2 separate regions of the Pan troglodytes genome follow, and region 2 is linked to region 1. Evidence: chromatin contacts called from public Hi-C data. All regions are on one chromosome and are shown on one strand. Each heading gives the region's core, a stretch centred on a gene start, on an enhancer-like site or on the middle of the called end of the contact. The rest is flanking DNA. Distances are from core to core; before and after follow the strand shown.

Region 1 (4,196 bases), core at 1,137-3,636:
TCTCATGTTCATCACCTGGAGGTACTCTCGACACCTCCTCATTCTAGCCCCATTAGACAGAAACTGAGAATCCATCTTGGTGGGGTGAGGAGCCCGCAACAGACCTGAATCAGAGTTGCTGCTCAGATGTTTAGTTGATAGTCACTTTAGACTCATGTCACATGAACACATCTACTTCTTAGTGTCTAAGGAAAGGGAGAGATGGCGTGCGTGTGTGTGCGTGTGTGTGTGTGTTCTGCACTAGGTCCACCCCATAGATGCATACACAAGTTGAGTATCCCTTATCCAAAGTGCTTGGGACCAGAAGTATTTCAAATTTCAGATTTTTAGATTTTGGAATATTTGCATATACATAATGAGATACCTTAGGGACGGGATCCAAGTCTAAACATGAAATTCATTTATGTTTCGTATATATCTCATATACATAGTCTGAAGGTAATTTAATACAATATTTCAAATAATTTTGTGGATGAAAATTTTGACTGTGTTTTGACCATGTCCCATCCTATGAGGTCAGGTGTGGAATTTTCCATCTGAGGCATCATGTCAGCTCTCAGAAATCTTTAGATTTTGGAGCATTTTGGATGTCAGATTTTTGGGTTAGGGATGCTCAACCTCTACAATAGGTGGGTCACGCCTTGATTTTGTGTTTTAAATGACAGCCCCACCAAGGTGCCCTCATCCATGCTTGAAATGTTGAGTTTCCTGTGTCTTCCCCACTGCCCTCGTAGGTAGAAAGTCTTTTACTCTGCCTGCATCTCACCAGAAGTCTTATGAAGAAGGTGCAACTAGGTTTAAAAAAGGAGGCTCTTGGCAGGAAGCCTAGGTGTATTTGCTGAAATTTCAGATCTTCTGAGCAGAGCTCTTGGCTGCTGTGGGGCACTGCAATGAATTTATGTCCCTAACATGTTCCCTACAGAAAAAAGAAGTGACAGGGCTCTTGAATTCTAAGGGTCCTGGCATCCCAGACGAAGTATCGTATTATCTTTTCGGATGGAAGAAATCCCTGTAGAGATGGTTAAAGACTGGCATTCAGGGGTGCTAAGTTTTGTGCCCTGAAATTAATAGCTTTCAGATATTTGTAGAAATAAAGACTCTTCTAAATGACCACTTGTGTCTGGGCCAAGACAGAACTAGAAAGAAGGACTCAGTGGGTAGTTGGAGTCAGTGGTGTTCTCTATTTACCCATGAGAAATAGATTCTTGGAAATAGGATAGGAATGCTTATAAGATTTCGACCAACAGAAAGCCTATGATCTCATAAATTCATGAATCCCACAGTCTATAATCTATTTGACTTCACTCTCAAATGCCTAGGACCATTTGGACTAAGGCTGGCAGTCAGAAAATTGCAGTTTTTATTTTCAACTCCACACAATTTTCACCAAGTAAAAAACCTTCATGTTTTACGTGAATTTGCTTCTACCATCCATAGATGACTGGATGTTCTTGGGCGGGGTAAAGGCAAATGAATTTGCGTCCTCGTTGGCAAATGGTGTTGGTGGTGGTGTTATCTTGTCTAAAATCCACAGCAACCTGTGTTTCAGGACCCTGTCTATTGTCCTGACCATTCAGAATGCATGCCAAGCCCCTGCTCTTCCTGGAGTTATCTTTATCACCTCTCCTCAAGTTTTATCTTGCACCATATAAGTCACATTGTATTTCAATATTAAAATGCAACATTAATAGATAAGCTGGAGAATCAAGACATTTCCAAGAAGACAGGGGACGCTTTTTCTAATATATTGTCTGATTACACCCTCTTTCTTTAGCTTAAGAAGCCAAACCAAAGCACAAATGAACAGATAAGTCAACACATCCGACCCCAAACTCTCAGGACGCTGGCTTGGGTTACATGTGGCCCTCTCTGTGGTCAGTTTGTGAGTAGCCTCCCCGGAGGGTGTGTCCCAACTTCCAGCAGCTGCCGTGGAAAGCCACGTGTCCGCTAAACGCCTACATTACATCAATAAGAGAAACTAAGGAAGGGATGGAAAAGCTATCATTTTTCTTTTCTTCCTCAGTTCTGGCACTATAGTGATTTAATCGCTGTTATTATTTTTATTTAGTTAAAGCATCAACTTAGGCCGTTTAAATGATGGTAAAAGAGAAAGCTTCAGATCGGGGTATTGGTCAGATCATTCTTACTAGCGATGACCTCTTCGCCTTTGGCACCTCGCGGCTCTTTGCATGCCTCCAAGACTTCCCGGGTCTTGAAACCTACGCGCGGCGGAGGCGACGCCTCTCGGGAGAGGGAGGGTGAAAGAAGGGGCGGGGCTATTTAAATAGCCCGCGAGCTTCGCGTCCCCATTGGCTGCCAGCCTGTCGGTTACCGCGGGGCGGGGAGTCCCAGGGCTGGAGTGCGGTACCTGAGCCGGGCGCGCAGCAGAAAGCCCACGTTGGCCGCTGCGGGGAGCGCGGCGTGGAGAGGCGGGAGACCGAATTCCGGCGCCGCCGCCGCGGCCGCTGCTCGGTGCACTAGCCCCCTACCTTCCCATCCTTTCTGCCAGCGGGTTTGCTGGGCAGCCGGGCGACCGCCGAACGGAAAGCAAGATCCTCGCCGCCTCCGCTTGAGGAGGCGTGCGGCGCGCGGAGATTTTGAGTGGGAGCGACGGTGCTCGAGAGCTCAGGGGCGCGGAGTTCGTGAGCGAGAAGGAAGTTAAACCTCGCGGAACAGACTGGCATTTCGGGACGCCTTGTCGCCGCAGCCTGGGCCCTGCAACGGGGTAAACTTCATGGTGGCCCTGCGATCCGGGGAGGGGCGTGCGCCACGGTGATGCCGGGCATCTCCCGCAGCTCGTGAGCGGTCCCGCTCCCCGCTGCCCCGGGTCCCACTCAGTCGCCAGGGAGAGCGCGGGGCAGCGCACGTGTGCGGCCAGCGAGGCCCAGAGTGACCGCGCCGCGACTCGCAGGAGCCAGGGCCGCAGGCTGCAGCGCAGCCCGGACTCGGACGCACCTGGCCTGGACCGCGCGCCTCTAGAGATCTGCGCGAGGCTGTGAGGCTCCGCTTCCTCCCCTCCAAGCGGTTCTCCTGGTGATCGCCCCTTCGCCACCTCTCTAGCCTGGGCAACTGGGGGCGCCCCGGACGACCATGAGAGATAAGGACTGAGGGCCAGGAAGGGGAAGCGAGCCCGCCGAGAGGTGGCGGGGACTGCTCACGCCAAGGGCCACAGCGGCCGCGCTCCGGCCTCGCTCCGCCGCTCCACGCCTCGCGGGATCCGCGGGGGCAGCCCGGCCGGGCGGGGATGCCGGGGCTGGGGCGGAGGGCGCAGTGGCTGTGCTGGTGGTGGGGGCTGCTGTGCAGCTGCTGCGGGCCCCCGCCGCTGCGGCCGCCCTTGCCCGCTGCCGCGGCCGCCGCCGCCGGGGGGCAGCTGCTGGGGGACGGCGGGAGCCCCGGCCGCACGGAGCAGCCGCCGCCGTCGCCGCAGTCCTCCTCGGGCTTCCTGTACCGGCGACTCAAGACGCAGGAGAAGCGGGAGATGCAGAAAGAGATCTTGTCGGTGCTGGGGCTCCCGCACCGGCCCCGGCCCCTGCACGGCCTCCAACAGCCGCAGCCCCCGGCGCTCCGGCAGCAGGAGGAGCAGCAGCAGCAGCAGCTGCCTCGCGGAGAGCCCCCTCCCGGGCGACTGAAGTCCGCGCCCCTCTTCATGCTGGATCTGTACAACGCCCTGTCCGCCGACAACGACGAGGACGGGGCGTCGGAGGGGGAGAGGCAGCAGTCCTGGCCCCACGAAGCAGCCAGCTCGTCCCAGCGTCGGCAGCCGCCCCCGGGCGCCGCGCACCCGCTCAACCGCAAGAGCCTTCTGGCCCCCGGATCTGGCAGCGGCGGCGCGTCCCCACTGACCAGCGCGCAGGACAGCGCCTTCCTCAACGACGCGGACATGGTCATGAGCTTTGTGAACCTGGGTAAGGATTTGGGGTAACGTAATGACGAGAACATTTCCCCCTTTTCAGTGTCCCGGGCCCAGGGGATGGAGTGAGGGGGTGGAGGAGCTCCCGGCGCGCGGGTCCTGCCTGGTACGCCAGAGAACGCGGGGACAGGCAGGCTGTGCTCCCGCCACCTGCGCGGCGGTGGGGCGGCACATGCGCTCCCCCGCGCCGCGGGCAGGGCTGCGCGCCGAGGCCCCCAGAGGCGGCTGGCCGGTCGGGCCGCGGGGCTCCGGGAGCGCTGTCCCCAGCGGGCGTGTATTTGCGGAC
Region 2 (4,196 bases), core at 872-3,371, 340 kb after region 1:
TATCCTGCTGTTTAGTATGGAACTTATCCCATTAAAAACAACAATTTTTACGTCTTCATCATTTTTACTTCGTATATTTTATGAACACATGAACTAAAATCCGATTTTAAAACTGGGGAATTTCTCTTCTGTATAATAACACACTAACAATTAGGGAAGTACTTTTATAAAATAAGTTTAAATACTCACTTCAAATTCTTTTACAAAATAACGAGTTTCACCTTGAATAACTGGTCTGTGATCCAAAAGCCTTGAATGAATTTCTCCAAGATCTATAAAGATAAAATGAAATTCAGGGTTAATCCATGCTAAATGGCATAATCTCTAGCTTGTTTTACTCTCTCCCTTCCCCACCAAGAGATGAAGGTTAAAATCCAGTTTAGACTATGGACTAAGAGGAAATCTCATCCACTGCCAGTGGATGTGTACACTGATACAACTACTTTTGAGAACAATCTTTCAGTATTCAATAAAGTTGCAGACACGTATACCTAGCATTTTCATGCCTAGGTATGTACCCTAGAAAACTCTTGCACAAATGAGTAAGGCCATTTATACATATTTATTACAGCATAGGTGTAATATCAAAAGAAAAAATGCAAAACACCTTAACCATACTCATACAATGGAATTCTATCAATCACCAAGTAAAAATAAATACATCAGTTACATTTATCAACATAAATATAAAAAATAATACGTATTTTATAATAAATATAATAAAAAAGCAAGTTTCAGAAGGATTAAAGCAATTTACATAAAACTTTAAAATATTCAAAATATTTCCTTTTGGGATATAGACAGAAGCAACAAAACTATAAAGACATGCACAATAATAATAAACACCAAATTCTGGATAGTGGCTACCTTGAGAGGAGGGAGGGGAACTAGTGCAATTAGAGCAAGACACAGTGGGGCTTTTAGTAATTTCTTTATTAAGGTGGGTGGTGAATGTTCATTGTAAGTCTCTTTTTCATAAGTCTGAAAAAGTCATTAAGAAAAGGTCTGAATTTAAGTCTTTTGGTGAGTCAGTTTATTATTCTTCTTAGTTACAACTACGTAGTTTAAAATGTAAGTCTCAAAATTCCTTGAGAAATGAAATCTAAGACAATGTATTATTCATATTCATTCACTGGCAATGTTCCCCAAATTTTTCATTTTTGCAGACATACGATGGGCAGGTTTCAATTCTCTATTTTAATGAATTTTATTAGGACATATCTTCTTAAGCATGTCAAGTAGAAAAAATAAGAATACAAGCACTGTATATAAGCACTTTATATCTAGTATATATAAAGCACTACAACTCAACTGTCAAAGACTTTCACGCAGCAAACAGCGTTGTGAGCTTTAGGAGTCAAACCTAAAGCAGATTCTGTGAGAATCTAGGTTGTAACCTTCTCCCAGCTCAAAGCACACAGAACACATGGACATTTCTGAACGTGAATGGTTCTTTAAGGTGCTATAGAGCGCTTTCGTAAGTGTATCTCACTTACTCCTCGCACGACCAGGAACAGATCGGGTAGGAGAGTGAGTAAAGCCAGTGACCCGAAGTCACTCAACTCCTAAGCGACTGCCTCCCGCCTCCCAGGTCCAATGCCCTTTCCACTACACGTCGGTGGCGAGGCTGCCCAAAGGCTCTGCGCCCAGGGGTCCTGAGCTTGCGGAATGGACGGGGGCGGGCCTGATGGCTCAGGCTGCGACAGAGGAAAGCGGGGAAACACGAGGAGTTGGGCTGGTTGGTTGTGGTGGGACGCATTTGGCGCGGGGAAAAAGGCGGGGACCGACCACGACTCCCCCACCCGCACAAACGCACGCGCGCCAGCCCGGGAGCCGGGGGTCGGCCCGGGTCAGAGGGCGCCGCCTGGGAGATGAGGCTGTGCTGGGATCCACCAGGAACTATAGCCCTGACACTCCGTACCCTTGATAATGAGGTGCGCTGAGCCCGCAGTCCCCAGGGAGTCCCTCTTCTTGCTGCCACCGCCCGGGGCGGCCTCACAACCCACAGGGGTCTCTGTCCCTCCGCCACTCATCCCGACCAGTTCCGCCCACCCGCGGCCACGCTGCGCCTGCGCAAACCCGGCCGCCCTCTTACAAGGCACGCCCGGGTTTTGTTTTGTTTTTTGCGTCATTACAGGGCGCCGGAGAAATTTAATCTACCCAGCGGGCGGTTCCGGAAAGGCGCCTGCCGTGTAGTCAGGGTGTGAACTGGCAGAAGCTCTTGCCGCCATGCTGGATCAGGGCGGATGCTGCTAGAATAGGAAAGTGCTTGAACTTTGGAGCTAAACTCAGAGCCCTGGTTATTTGGCTCAAGGCTGGTGCATTCCAGTACAGTTGTCCTCCCATATCTGCTGAGAATACATTCCAAGACCCCCCAGTAGATTCCTGAAACTGCATATAGTACTGAACCATGTATATACTGTTTTTTCCTGTATATACATATGATAAAGTTTAATTTATAAATTAGGCACAGTAAGAGATGAACAATTAGAACAATTTAATAAAAGTTATGTGAATGTAGTCTCTCTCCCAAAATATCTTATTGTACCGTCCTGCAGGTAATGAAACCACAGAAAGTGAAACCTCAGATAAATGGGGACTACTGTATAGCAAAGCCAATTAGCTGGGGGCTGTTTCCCTACTATGCCATGAGTGTGGCAGACTTCCTGCCTTTCTTTTTAGACACCTGTTTCCTAGAATGCTTCTCTTGCTCCCTCTTTCTGTTCAAGTCAGTAAACTTACGTTGTATAATAAAGAATTTGACTGGACTTTGACTCTGGTTCCTGGGAGGTACCCTCAATCCTTGGAATTTCCCAAGTGATAGAAGTGTCTTTGTTATTCATGGTGGGCCTCTGGAAATACACCTGAGTTTATGCTAATGAGATGGCTCATGGAGGGCCCAAGATGATTTCAGAATGGAGGCTGGCCACACCAGAAGGGCCGGCCAACCATGAGGGCTTAGGCTTTGAGCCACATAAGCAGGCCCACCTCTGGGGAGCAGATTGGGGCTGGAGACTGAATTCAGCCATGTGGCCAGTGATTTAACCAGCTATGCCTACATAATGGAACCCCAGTGAGTACTCTGGATGTGGAAGCTCAGGTGAGCTTACTGGTCGATAATCATTCATCAAAGTGTCAGGAGGGGGAAGCGTTCCTGAGGACACGTAAGCTTCTATTTGGGAAATCTCCCACATCTCGCCCTATACATCTCTTCATTTGGCTGGTCCTGATATGTGTCCTTTATAATAAAACTGTAATAGCAAGGAAAGCACTTTCTTGAGTTCTATGAGTCATTCTGTGAAACCTGAGGGAGTAAAGCGAATAGCAATGAAACATCATGTGTAGAGAGAAGCTGCGTGGGTGAGAACTGAGGCACCCTAGCAGAGAGTGCTCAGGCCCTGGGCATATGACAGAGACAGCTGGTCAGAAGTGCAGGTGGCCTGGGAACCCCAAAGCTTGTGGCAGGTGTCTGAAGGGGCATCTTGAGGAGGACCATGCTTTGACCTCTGAAGTCTGTGCTAACTTCGGATAGCACTGCAGTTTAACAAACACTTACATGGCACTTGCTACATGCCAGGTAATACTGTAAGTGGTCTACAAATTTGCATTCATTTAATCCTCATGGCCGGCCTTTGAAGTAGTTATTATTATTGTCCTCATTTTACAGATGAGGAGGCTGAGGCACAGAGAGGTTAAATGACTGCCTGACTTGTATGTGGCAGAAACAACTGCCTCTGTGTCTCTGTGTATGTGTTTAAGCATAGGTGGTGGGTGAAGAGAGAGTGGGGAAGGGAGATTTGGAGAGAAGGGAGAGAGAAGCCATATTAACTTTAACAGGCCACATGGGCTTTTCATTTTTTCATTCAAAAACATTTAACAAATACGTTATTGAGCAGCTGCTATGTGCCCAGCATAGTGCTAGGAGCTAAGACACAGTGGTGAACAAGACTAATGCAGCCTTTTCCTTTCCTCATGCAGCCTGCAGGGGAGCCAACACTGAATAAGTACACAATTACTTTTCTGCAAGTCTGTTGCTTGTAGCCTGTGAATATGTGTTCTAGCCATTTGATTATACACTATTAAGTTGTATTGTTCTCTGGGATGGTGAGGTCCAGCATATGCCTCTGTTCTCTCTCCGCTTTTATATAAATCTTTACACTGCGGCTCAGACAGCTAGGAGACTGAGAAGCAACATT

What was found. Hi-C and Micro-C count contacts between places; a contact is called where the count stands out from the background.
Region 2: a Hi-C map of stem cell-derived neural progenitor cells shows a contact between it and region 1, with 4 times the contacts expected there. The contact joins the promoter of BLOC1S5 here to the promoter of BMP6 in region 1. A contact is called at or near these places in 4 of 7 Hi-C or Micro-C datasets (blood, induced pluripotent stem cells and stem cell-derived neural progenitor cells) and 1 of 1 datasets of contacts at active chromatin or transcription factors (stem cell-derived excitatory neurons).

The regions. Positions count from the first base shown.
Region 1 is chr5:13,675,802-13,679,997 of NHGRI_mPanTro3-v2.0_pri, forward strand. It overlaps BMP6 (bone morphogenetic protein 6), which reads left to right and starts at 2,387. Exons shown (of 7, transcript XM_003950711.6): 1 at 2,387-3,905. The coding sequence starts at 3,245.
Region 2 is chr5:14,012,533-14,016,728 of NHGRI_mPanTro3-v2.0_pri, forward strand. BLOC1S5 (biogenesis of lysosomal organelles complex 1 subunit 5) reads right to left here and starts at 2,122. Exons shown (of 5, transcript XM_001166060.7): 1 at 1,922-2,122; 2 at 190-272. The coding sequence starts at 2,033.